2 separate regions of the Mus musculus genome follow, and region 1 is linked to region 2. Evidence: chromatin contacts called from public ChIA-PET data. All regions are on one chromosome and are shown on one strand. Each heading gives the region's core, a stretch centred on a gene start, on an enhancer-like site or on the middle of the called end of the contact. The rest is flanking DNA. Distances are from core to core; before and after follow the strand shown. Region 1 has its middle 73 kb from the start of Lyst. Region 2 holds the start of Tbce (tubulin-specific chaperone E).

Region 1 (4,983 bases), core at 761-3,260, 520 kb before region 2:
AGCACGCACGAGACCCTGGGTGTGACCCCAGCTCAGAAAGAAATGTCCTTATCATTAGTCATTAAAGTAATGCAAATTAATCCCAAAACTTGACGCCATCTCATATCCAGAAGGCTATTTTTAAAAAGGGAACTGCCAAGAAAGATATGGGGAAATGAAGTCTTTGTACATTGCTGGCAGGAATATAACATGGTATAGGTCCCATGGGAGACAAAATCCGGGACTGACCACACGATCCAGCCATCCATCCCACTTCAAGCTGTGTCCAAAGAGCTGAAAGGAGGGCTGGAACAGACACGAGCAAACAAATCTTCCTTGTTGCATTCTTCATGGAGGCTGAAAAGTGGAAATGACTCACAGGTCTGCCAACATATGAGACATGTTATCTGCAGATACTGCACATACATACAGCCTGGCTGTGAAAACAAATGGAAGTTCTGCTACATGCAACAGCATGGGCAAACCTCCAGGACATTGTGCGGTGACAAACAGACCAGTGGCTAAGGGACAGGTATTAGATCATTCCACTTACTTGAGGAACTTAGAATAGGCAAATTAAAACAAAACAAAACTGGAAGTAGATTTTAAGTCACCAGAAGGTAGAGGGAGGAAGAATGGAATTATTAATAATTAGAGTCTTCGAGGTGATAAAAAGCTTTAGGAAATAGGTTGGGGAGGGCTGCATCATTTTTAAAATGTAGTTAATGACACTGAAGTATGCACTTAAAATAGCTACAAGGGAAACTTTTGAATTATATATTCTCTTTTGTTTAATTACTTTGTTAAGAGCTCATCGTGTAGCTCAGGCTAGCCTCAAACTCACAATTTTTCTGCCTCATCTCCCAGTTCTGGGATTAAGGCCTGTGCCATGGCACCAGTTCTGTAGTACATACATGTATACAATATGTATACATGTTTATATATTACATAACAATATTTTACTATAATTTAAAAATTGTCATGTACAGCCTTATGAGCTTTGCATATTTATTATATTATATTTATATTGCAATAAAGTTGTTTTGTTTTACTGCAAAGCCAAATTTCCTAGTTACCTAAAAAGGGCAAAATACTGGTCTGGGCATTGTCGCAGCTGACTAGTCCTATGAAGACTATGAGGCTTTCCTTAGGATCCTGTCAGGAAGGGACTTTGCAGATGACCTGTCACTCTTTTCTTTCTCCCCACCCACCCCCTCTCTCTTGTGAGACAGGGTTTCTCTGTGTAACCCTGGCTGTTCTGGAACTTAATTTGTAGACCAGACTGGCCTTGCTTCTGCCTCCCAAGTGCTGGGATTAAAAGCGTGCACAAACTTTTATTATTATTTACATTATATTGTTATATTATATTATTATTTATTATACTAATAATATATTTATTTTAAATTTATGTGCATTGGTGTTCTGCCTGCATGTATGTGAAGGTGCCAGATCTCATGGACTTGAAGCTGCAGACAGCTGTGAGCTACCATGTGGGAACAGGGAACTGAACCAGGGTCCTCTGGAAGAACAGCTAGTGCTCCTAAATGCTGAGCTACCTCTGCAACCCCAACAGGCCGGCTCCCCCGACTCCCAACCCCCATGGCCAGCTTATTTTAAAAACATGGATTCTGGGGATCGAACTCTGGTCTTCTTGTTTTGTTTGGTGTGGGGGATGTAAGCTTGACTAGCTAGCATGTGTGTGGAGCCCTGGGTTTGACCCTTAGCTCTTAGCTCCGAATCCTGTAATCCAAGCACTTCGGAGGTGGAGGCAGAAGGATCAGAAGTTCAAGGCCATCCTTGGCTACACAGTGAGTTCAAGGTCAGCCTGGGCTTTGTGCGATCCTGGCGCTGGGGATCCAACCACAGTTTCGTGAATGCTAGGTAACTAACTACCAACGGAGCTACAGCCCCATCCGTGCGATTTTTAGAGGCTTCTCGAACAAACCCATCTGAAGATCACAGTTCTGAAGGGGAGGTTAAGGATCCTTTAGTAGCAAAACTATCTCTGTTCATTTCCTCTTTCACCAGGGTGTGGAGCTCAAAGGCCACAGCCAAAATCTTAGAGGAGTTTAGCAAGAAAGAGGGACATCTACAAAGTGATCCTTGTTAAGATGGCACAGAAATTAAGACATGGAAGTGCCAGAAAGCTCGAGAACTTTGAGAATGGCTTCTTGGACACTTGCCTCTCAAGAGGGGCACCGATGAGCATAGAGAGCATTCAGCCTGTTTTCAGCCTAGCTAGCCTCTCAGTTGAAATCTCGCTGGTTTGCCAACGCAGTTCCAAATGTGACCACAAGAGGTCAGAGCCGCTCAATGCACGAAGCATCACAAGATGACCTTAACTCATGCTGGTCACCTCCCAAAGGCCGACCTGTAAAACATAAAGGTGGAGTTAGTTATTCTGAAACTGCTCCATGCCTCACAGTGGGGGTTAAACTCTGGAAGAAGTTTAAAAGGGATAAACTTTTATCAAAAGTGGCCACTCCCGTGGGAAGTCACCTTTAACAGTGAACAAGAATTTGAATGAAGCTTGCTAGAAATAAAATGGCTTGGCCCGGACGAGTATGAGACCTTCGGAGACTGGCACTAGAAACACACGTTAGCATCTTATAAATACAACATGTTCTTCAAAGTAGTGAAACTGGGTCAACAAAGCCAGAAAGAAAAATAGGCTGTAAGTCTCAAGTGTCACTTGAGAGCACACTCAGGTGTCACCAGTTGTATACTAGGAATTGAACCTGAGTCCTTGTGCATGCTCGGCAAACACTCTACCACTGAACTCCATTCCTAGCCCAGACTGCCGGTGTTCTTAGTATTAGGTAGGACCATCATTTGATGGTGACAGTGCAGAGGGCCTTTTGTGATGATTCTTCAGCTCGTAGAAACCTCTAACCTTCTGGTTGCTTTGACTGAACCAAATGAAGTTATTTTTTGTTTTTTGTTGAGACTGAAAGATCCTGACAGAATGTAAAAGGTCACAGAAGCCCATTGGCAAGATAGATGTCAGTGTTAGCAGAACTAGCTTCACTGATTTAGAAAAATAGAGGTGCACAATGCTCTGGCCACTCCTTGAATCTGTGTGTCTGCCAATGTTTTGACCATTCCTTGACTCATGTGTGTGCCCACTGATGAAGCCCATTGCCAGGTGTTTGTGATATTGGTGGCTGAGAAAGAGTCAGAAAATCTCCCCAGCAACCACAGCCCGGCCAATCCTGAGTTGCTGCACCTGCACCAGACTCTTTCCTTGTACCCCTCCCATACCCATTTCTTGAGAATAGACATTGTTTAGTTCTGGAATCCCCTACTCCCCCCACTTCTCCTTTCTTCCCGAGGGCCTATAAAAACTGGGACCTCTTTCCCCTCGAGGTCGACTCCTCTACCCCAGCGTGGGATATGAGTTGTCCCCAGAGCTCTGGCTTTCCCCAATAAAGCCTCATGTGGTTTGCAACAAGCTCGGTCTATCGTGAGTTCTTGGATGTCTGCTATTGTCCTGAGGCCTGAGCGAGGGGCTCCTCTGGGAGTCTTTCAAGACCATTGGTTCCCTTCTGACTGTTTCCTCTTTTGTGGTCAATATGATGGTAGCCTCCAGCTGGAGGACAGTCTTGGGGCAAAGTACTGCATTGCATCGAGGACACTGTGTGTGTGTGTGTTTGAGCCTACCCAAGCCAGAGATTGATGGAGCACTTCATAGTTTGTCTTTACAAGTCTACATGAATTTTGTGTTCAAGTCCAATAGTAACTGATTAATTACGTTAGTTTATTTGACTAGGCTCTCCTGCAGCCCATCCCTCCTGGATCTCTGTGTGGCTGAGGATGACCCTGACCTCCAGGCCCTCCTGCTTTCTCCTCCCACGTGCTGGGGTGCTGGGGGCAACCAACAGAACAGTTTTATAATAAATGTAAAATACCACATATTTTTCAACAATAAATTTAAAATGTTTATGCATTTGTGTGTGTGTGTGTGTGTGTCTGTCTGTCTGTCTGTCTGTCTATATACACAGTACTCACAGAGGCCAGAAGAGGGCATAAAATCCCCTAGAACTGGAATTAGGTGATTGTGAACCTACCAATATGGGTGCTGGGAACTGGCCTCTCATCCTCTGGAAGCTCTTTTAACCACAGAGTCATCATCCCTACTCATAAAATGCCATTTTAACCCCTTAACATTTGCCTTGGGTTGAATTGTAGCCTGCCAAAAAGATAGGCATGGCTTTAACCCCAATACTTCACAATGTGATATTTAGAAATAAGGTCTTTTCAGATATAGTCAAATGAAGATGAGATCATGGGATAGGCCTTAACCCAACTGGACCAGGGTCTTTGTTAAAAGAAGAAAGTGGACTCAAAGATAGTACACACAGAAAATTTCTTAAGAGAGGAAGACAGAGATAGGGTGATATAAATAAGAGGTATGGAGACCCAGAGATACCTGCAGCCTAACACATAAGTCCCCTCACAGCCTCCAAAGCCACCCTGCAGCATCTTGACCTTGAACGCTGATATCAAAAACCAGGGAAATACTCTTCTGTTGTTTAAGATGCCCAGCTGTGGCTTTTTGTTTCAGCACCTTCAGCTGACTAATACACTAACAAAAACACTGAACCTTAAGGGGGATAGACCAACTTCATCCACTGTTGCCGACTGCCACCTCAGTTGATGCCCATCTCTATAGAACACAGCTGGTGTGTATAGATGCTTGAGAGGTTGGCGAGAATATGTACCTGAAAGCACTTTACCAATTCTCAAAGGATGATGGGATAGTCAGCTGTTGCTAAGAGGAGGAAGGTGGGGCTGAGAGCGAACTCGGTTGGTAAAGTGCTTGCCACTCAAGCCTAAAGACCTGAGTTTGATTCCCAGATATCACATAAAAGAGCCAGCAGGAACCAGGCAGCGGTGGTGCACTCCTTTAATCCCAGCACTACATAGGCCAAAGCAGGCAGATCTCTGTGAGTTTGAGGCCAGCCTGGTCTGTAGAGTGAACAGCCAGGGCTACACAGAGAAACT
Region 2 (5,452 bases), core at 2,788-5,287:
AGTAATGACATAAAAAGATAGTAGAAAACCTCAATGGATAGTGGACCTGGCTAACTTTCACACCAGACAAGAGAGCAGTCTTCTTATTAGCATTTATAGACCCTGTTGTCTCAACAAGCCTGTTTCTTTGGGGATGACTAAATCACACCCTAATCTTGGATTCAACTACAGCTCACAGACCAATCCCCAAATGGTAGTAAACTCTGTAAAAAATGTTATTCTGGGTCGGGCGGTGGTGGCGCACGCCTTTAATCCCAGCACTCGGGAGGCAGAGGCAGGCGGATTTCTGAGTTCAAGGCCAGCCTGGTCTACAGAGTGATTTCCAGGACAGGCAGGGATACACAGAGAAACCCTGTCTGGAAAAAAACCAAAAACCAAAAACCAAAAAAAAAAAAAACAAAAAACCTGTTATTCTGAAGGCGTGGTGAATCACAAATGTAGTCTCAGCACTCTGAGGCTGGAGGATTGCCACGGGTTCAAGGTCATCCTGCTCTAAATGTGAGTTCTGCTTCTAACAGTGAATCCTTGTTTTAAAAATTCGTAAATTTATTGATTGCCAGACTTGCTGGCTAGTACACTGAGAGGCTAAAGCAAAGCAAAAGTGTTGATGATAGTTTGAGGCCAGCCTCAGATTATTTCCCAAACCGCCTTGGATTACAGAATGAGACCCTCTCTCAAAAAGAAAAAAGAATTCTGAAATCCTGCCCGGAGAGATCTGGTCTCCCAGGAGAGCTGTTACTCCTTAGTTCACAGACGAGGCGAACACTTTTGCTGCAATAACTGCCAAAGAGGGAACTGCCAGGAGATCCGAGAGCTCAGGAACCACAAAACAAGATCCTTCTGGTCTCCATCTGCACCGGGAAGTTAGCCCTGTGGCACAGCTCTCCAGGACCAAATACCTAAACATAGTAACAGCAATCTACAGCAAACCAGTAGCCAGCATCAAACTAAATGGAGAGAAACTTGAAGCAATCCCACTAAAACCAGGGACGAGACAAGGCTGCCCACTCTCTCCCTACCTACTCAATATAGTATTCAAAGTCCTAGCCAGAGCAATTAATCCACAAAAGGAGGTCAAAGGGACACAATTTGGAAATGAAGAAGTCAAAATATCACTACTTGCAGATGATATGAGACTATATATAAGTGACCCCCAAAATTCCACCAGAGAACTCCTAAACTTCCTCTACTCGAAGGATAAACAGGATGAGGAAAAAAAAATAGGGAAACAACACCCTTCACAATAGTCACAAATAATATAGAATACCTTGGTGTGACGCTAAACAAACAAGTGAAAGGTCTGTATAACTGAAGATCTCAGAAGATGGAAAGATCTCCTATGTGCGTGGATTGGCAGGATTGATATAGTAAAAATGGCTATCTTGCAGAAAGCAATCTATAGATTCAATGCAATCCCCATCGAAATTCCAAATCAATTCTTTATAGAGTTAGAAAGAACAATTTGCAAATTCATTTGGAATAACCAAAAATCCAGGATATTGAAATAACAATAAAAGAACTTCTGGGGGAATCACCATCCATGGCCTCACGCTGTACTACAGAGCAATAGTGGTAAAAAGTGCATAGTATTAGTACTGAGACAGGCAGGAAGAGCAAAGGAATAGAATTGAAGACCTGTGGGAAGCCACATGTGCCGTTGCTGAGTGGCACTGACTACTGCTGGCCACCACGCATAAGATTGGACAAACAACCAACGTGTACATATGCAGTAAAGTTTTTTGCAAAGACACTGCCTGGCCCGGGCATGATAATGAGGTTCTGTAAGGTACTGAGAGTATAACCAATTAGATGTGAGACATGCAAATGAGGTATGATAATGAGGTTCTGTAAGGTACTGAGAGAGAGGAGCCAATCAGATGAGGAACATGCAAATGAGGCTTAGTGCATAACCAATCCGGGTGTGAGACACGCCTCTCCTAGGCCTATAAAAGCAGCACCAGTTCTGGGCTCGGGGTCTTTTCGCCTCTACAATCAATCTCTCCCAATAAACGTGTGCAGAAGGATCCTGTTGTAACATCATTCTTCCTGGCCAGTCGAGCACGCGCAAGAAAGACCCAGAAATGAACCCACACACCTATGGTCACTTGATCTTTGACAAAGGAGCTAAAACCATTCAGTGGGAAAAAGACAGCATTTTCAACAAATGCTGCTGGTTCAATTAGTGGTTGACATGTAGAAGAATGCAAATTGATCTATTCTTACCTCCCTGTACAAAGCTCAAGTCCAAGTGGATCAAGGACCTTCATATAAAACCAGATAAACTTAATCTAGTAGAAGAGAAAGTGGGAAAGAGCCTCGAACACATGGGCACAGGGGAAATTTTCCTGAACAGAACACCAATGACTCAAGCTCTAAGATCAACAATTAACAAAAGTGACCTCATAAAACCGAAAAGCTTCTGAAGGCAAAGGACACTGCCATCAGGACACAACGGCAACCTACATATCAGGAAAAGATCTTTATCAATCCTATATCTGATAGAAGGCTAATATCTAATATATACAAGGAACTCAAGAAGTTAGACTCCAGAGAACCAAATAACCCTATTAGAAATGGGGTACAGAGCTAAAGAAAGAATTCTCAATTGAGGAATCCTGAATGCCCAGGAAGCGCCTAAAGAAATGTTCAACATCCTTAGTCATAGGGAAATCAAATCAAAATGACCCTGAGATTCCACCTCACACCAGTCAGAATGGCTAAGATCAAAAACTCAGGTGACAGCAGATGTGGAGAAAGAGGAACACACATTTTCATTGTTTGTGAGACTGCAAGTTGGTACAACCACTCTGGAAATCAGTCTAGAGGTTTGTAAGAAAATTGGACATAGTACTATTTGAGGACCCAGTTATACTACTCCTGGGCATATACACAAAAGATGCTCCAACATATAACAAGGACACATGCTCCACTCTGTTCATTGCAGCCTTATTTATAATAGCCAGAAGCTGGAAAGAACTCAGATGTCCTTCAACAGAGAAACTGATACAGAAAATGAGGTACATTTACACAATGGGGTACTACTCAGCTATTAAAACAATGACTTCATGAAATTCTTAGGCAAGTGAATGAACTAGAAAATATCCTGAGTGAGATAAGTCAGTCACTAAGGTGGATGGCAAGAAGTGTGCAGACTGTAGCCTGATATAGCTGTTTCTAGAGAGGCGCTTCCAGAGCCTAACAAATACAGAGGCAGCTGCTAGCAGCCAACCATTGAACTGAGCACAAGATCCCTAACGGAGGAGTTAGAGAAAAAAAGACTGATGGAGCTGAAGGGGTTTGCAACGCACAGGAAGAACAATATCAACCAACCAGACCCTGCAGAGCTCCCAGGAACTAAACCATCAACCAAAGAGTACACATGAAGGGACTCATGGTTCCAGCCCCATATGTAGCAAAGGATGGCCTTGTTGAACATCAATGGGAGGTGAGGTCCTTGGCCCTGTGAAGGCTCGATGCCCCAGTGTAGGCGACTGCCAGGGCGGCGAGGTGGGAGTGGACGGGTGGGTGGGGAGCACCCTCAAAGAAGCAGGGGAAGGAAGGATGAAATAGAGGGATTCCGGAGGGGAAACCGGGAAAGGGGATAACATTTTAAATGTAAATAAAATATCCCCCTCAAAAAAAGGGAAAAAAATCTGAATACTCCTCTCTGCCCTCCCACCACCCTCCACCGCTGTCCACCAGAAACGTCAAAAGGAAGAGATGGCAGCATCACTTGAGACCCACGCCCAGATGTTAACGGGGGAGGGGTGGGGAGGATCCAGAAGGCGCTTGGCGCAGGCGCACTAGCCTTCCGCTGGGTCAGCCCACAATGGGGCCCAGCCGACCGGAGAAGTCTCGGAGCAGAAAGCACACACTCAGGCAACCCAGCCCCATTGGGCAGCTCGCCACCTCAGCTCCACGACCTTACGAAGCTCACCTTCCCTCTGCCGGTCTGTCAGCACCCAGAGACCCTCACGCAATCAGCGACGAAGCTTTCGGCTCTAGGCGGAAGTATCTGGAGACCGGAAGTCCCACCTCCGCAGAGGAAGTGATGAAAACCACTTTAGCCCTTCCAAACGCGAACCCTATTGTCGCGAAGTGCTGGTAAGGTAGACACCGGAACTGCAACCCCGAAGGACTGTGGGACCAGTCGATTTTGCGTACTGTAGTTGATTCAAGACGCGAACTAAAAGTTCATAGCTGGGCGTGATGGCTCATGGCAATTACAATCAGCACTGGGAAGGTCGAGGCAAGAGAGATGGGAGGAGCGGAGGGGGGTTCATATCTAAAAAACAAAAATGTTTCATGCTTATGGGCACTAAATCACCGTAGGGAGTTCATAGTTACATAGAAAGGTGTAGTGTTGATCCCTCCAGAACTGGAAAGAAAAAGTTAACCAGCTAAGGCATGAGGGAGAACAAGAGTAAACGCAATGTTTTAAGTAAGTCACCACTTTAAACAAGACGTTCCTATGAATCGAGTGTTTTGGTTTATTTTTAGATGTTAAAAAGCCAGTAACTATTTCATTGAAAACAAATTTAAGATGCTATGTATATAAGCATATCGCAATGTGACCCCTCATATTGCTATACCTGAAGCTGGCAAAAACTTACTTGGAAGAGCTCCGGCTTTGCTGGATCCAAGTCAGTTTGACCAGACAGCACCACGAAAACAGTAATAAAAGAGTGCTGTAATTCAATCCAAGAGGAATTGCACAACTCTGCTGGGAGACATAATTAATTATAAATCTGTTTTATTGCACAGCAGTGAACGAGAACCCTGTAGTGAATCTGTTGTCAGTGGTTAATGAAAGATGAAATAAGCTGCCAGAACCTTTCCTGTTTGAAACCGTCTCAGTAGTCATAGAACATGACTCACTCTTGCCTGGAGGGGCTAAGCTACTATTGTCATTTGGCAAGTCTCCAATAGAAACACAGACCTTCAGATGGGAGCGTTTTTCAAGGACAACATTTCATGAAGGTGCTGCTGCTGATTGTTTTGAGACAAAGTCTCACGTATCCTAGGCTGGCCTCAAAACTTGCCAAAGTCAAGCTGGGCGTGGTGACGCCCACCTTTAATCCCAGCACTCGGGAGGGAGAGGCAGGCGGATTTCTGTCACCTAACTACCAAAGTCAAGATTGGTCTTAATTCCTTAATATCCTGCCTCCATCTACCAAGTGCTAAAATCACAGGCTTGGCCCACCATGCCAATATCTCCACATTTATTGTAACTTCATGCTTTTCAAGGAAGTGTTGATACAAAACACATGCTAGAAAAGAGATAGGCTATTCTGAACCAAATTTAAGTGATCTTGGCCCAGAAACGTTTACTGAGTTTACCCTGAATGACTTACTGTAGAAGAGATCATTTGAATTTTTATACTTTTACACAAGAACACATTCCTCTATATCTCCCAAGTTCTCCCTACCTTCTACTTCCCGTGATTATTTT

The links. ChIA-PET counts read pairs in DNA pulled down with a chosen protein or histone mark.
Region 1: a contact with region 2 is called in an RNA polymerase II ChIA-PET map of memory CD8 T cells, with 25 read pairs. The contact joins the enhancer-like site here to the promoter of Tbce in region 2. A contact is called at or near these places in 5 of 39 promoter capture datasets (the C10 cell line, the HPC-7 cell line, cranial neural crest and 1 more), 5 of 115 datasets of contacts at active chromatin or transcription factors (acute myeloid leukemia, effector CD8 T cells, embryonic stem cells and 2 more) and 2 of 9 other capture datasets (adipose tissue and liver).

Annotation. Positions count from the first base shown.
Region 1 is chr13:13,514,786-13,519,768 of GRCm38.p6, forward strand. No RefSeq gene overlaps it. Among named protein-coding and RNA genes, the nearest start is that of Lyst, 73 kb to the right of the region's middle. Within about 2 kb of position 2,011, at least 89 of the 459 cell types and tissues checked have an H3K27ac peak or open chromatin away from gene starts, as enhancers often do. A contact at or near this core is called in the HPC-7 cell line, adipose tissue, liver and 1 more, where this site is marked.
Region 2 is chr13:14,035,601-14,041,052 of GRCm38.p6, forward strand. It overlaps Tbce (tubulin-specific chaperone E), which reads right to left and starts at 4,038. Exons shown (of 17, transcript NM_178337.3): 1 at 3,938-4,038.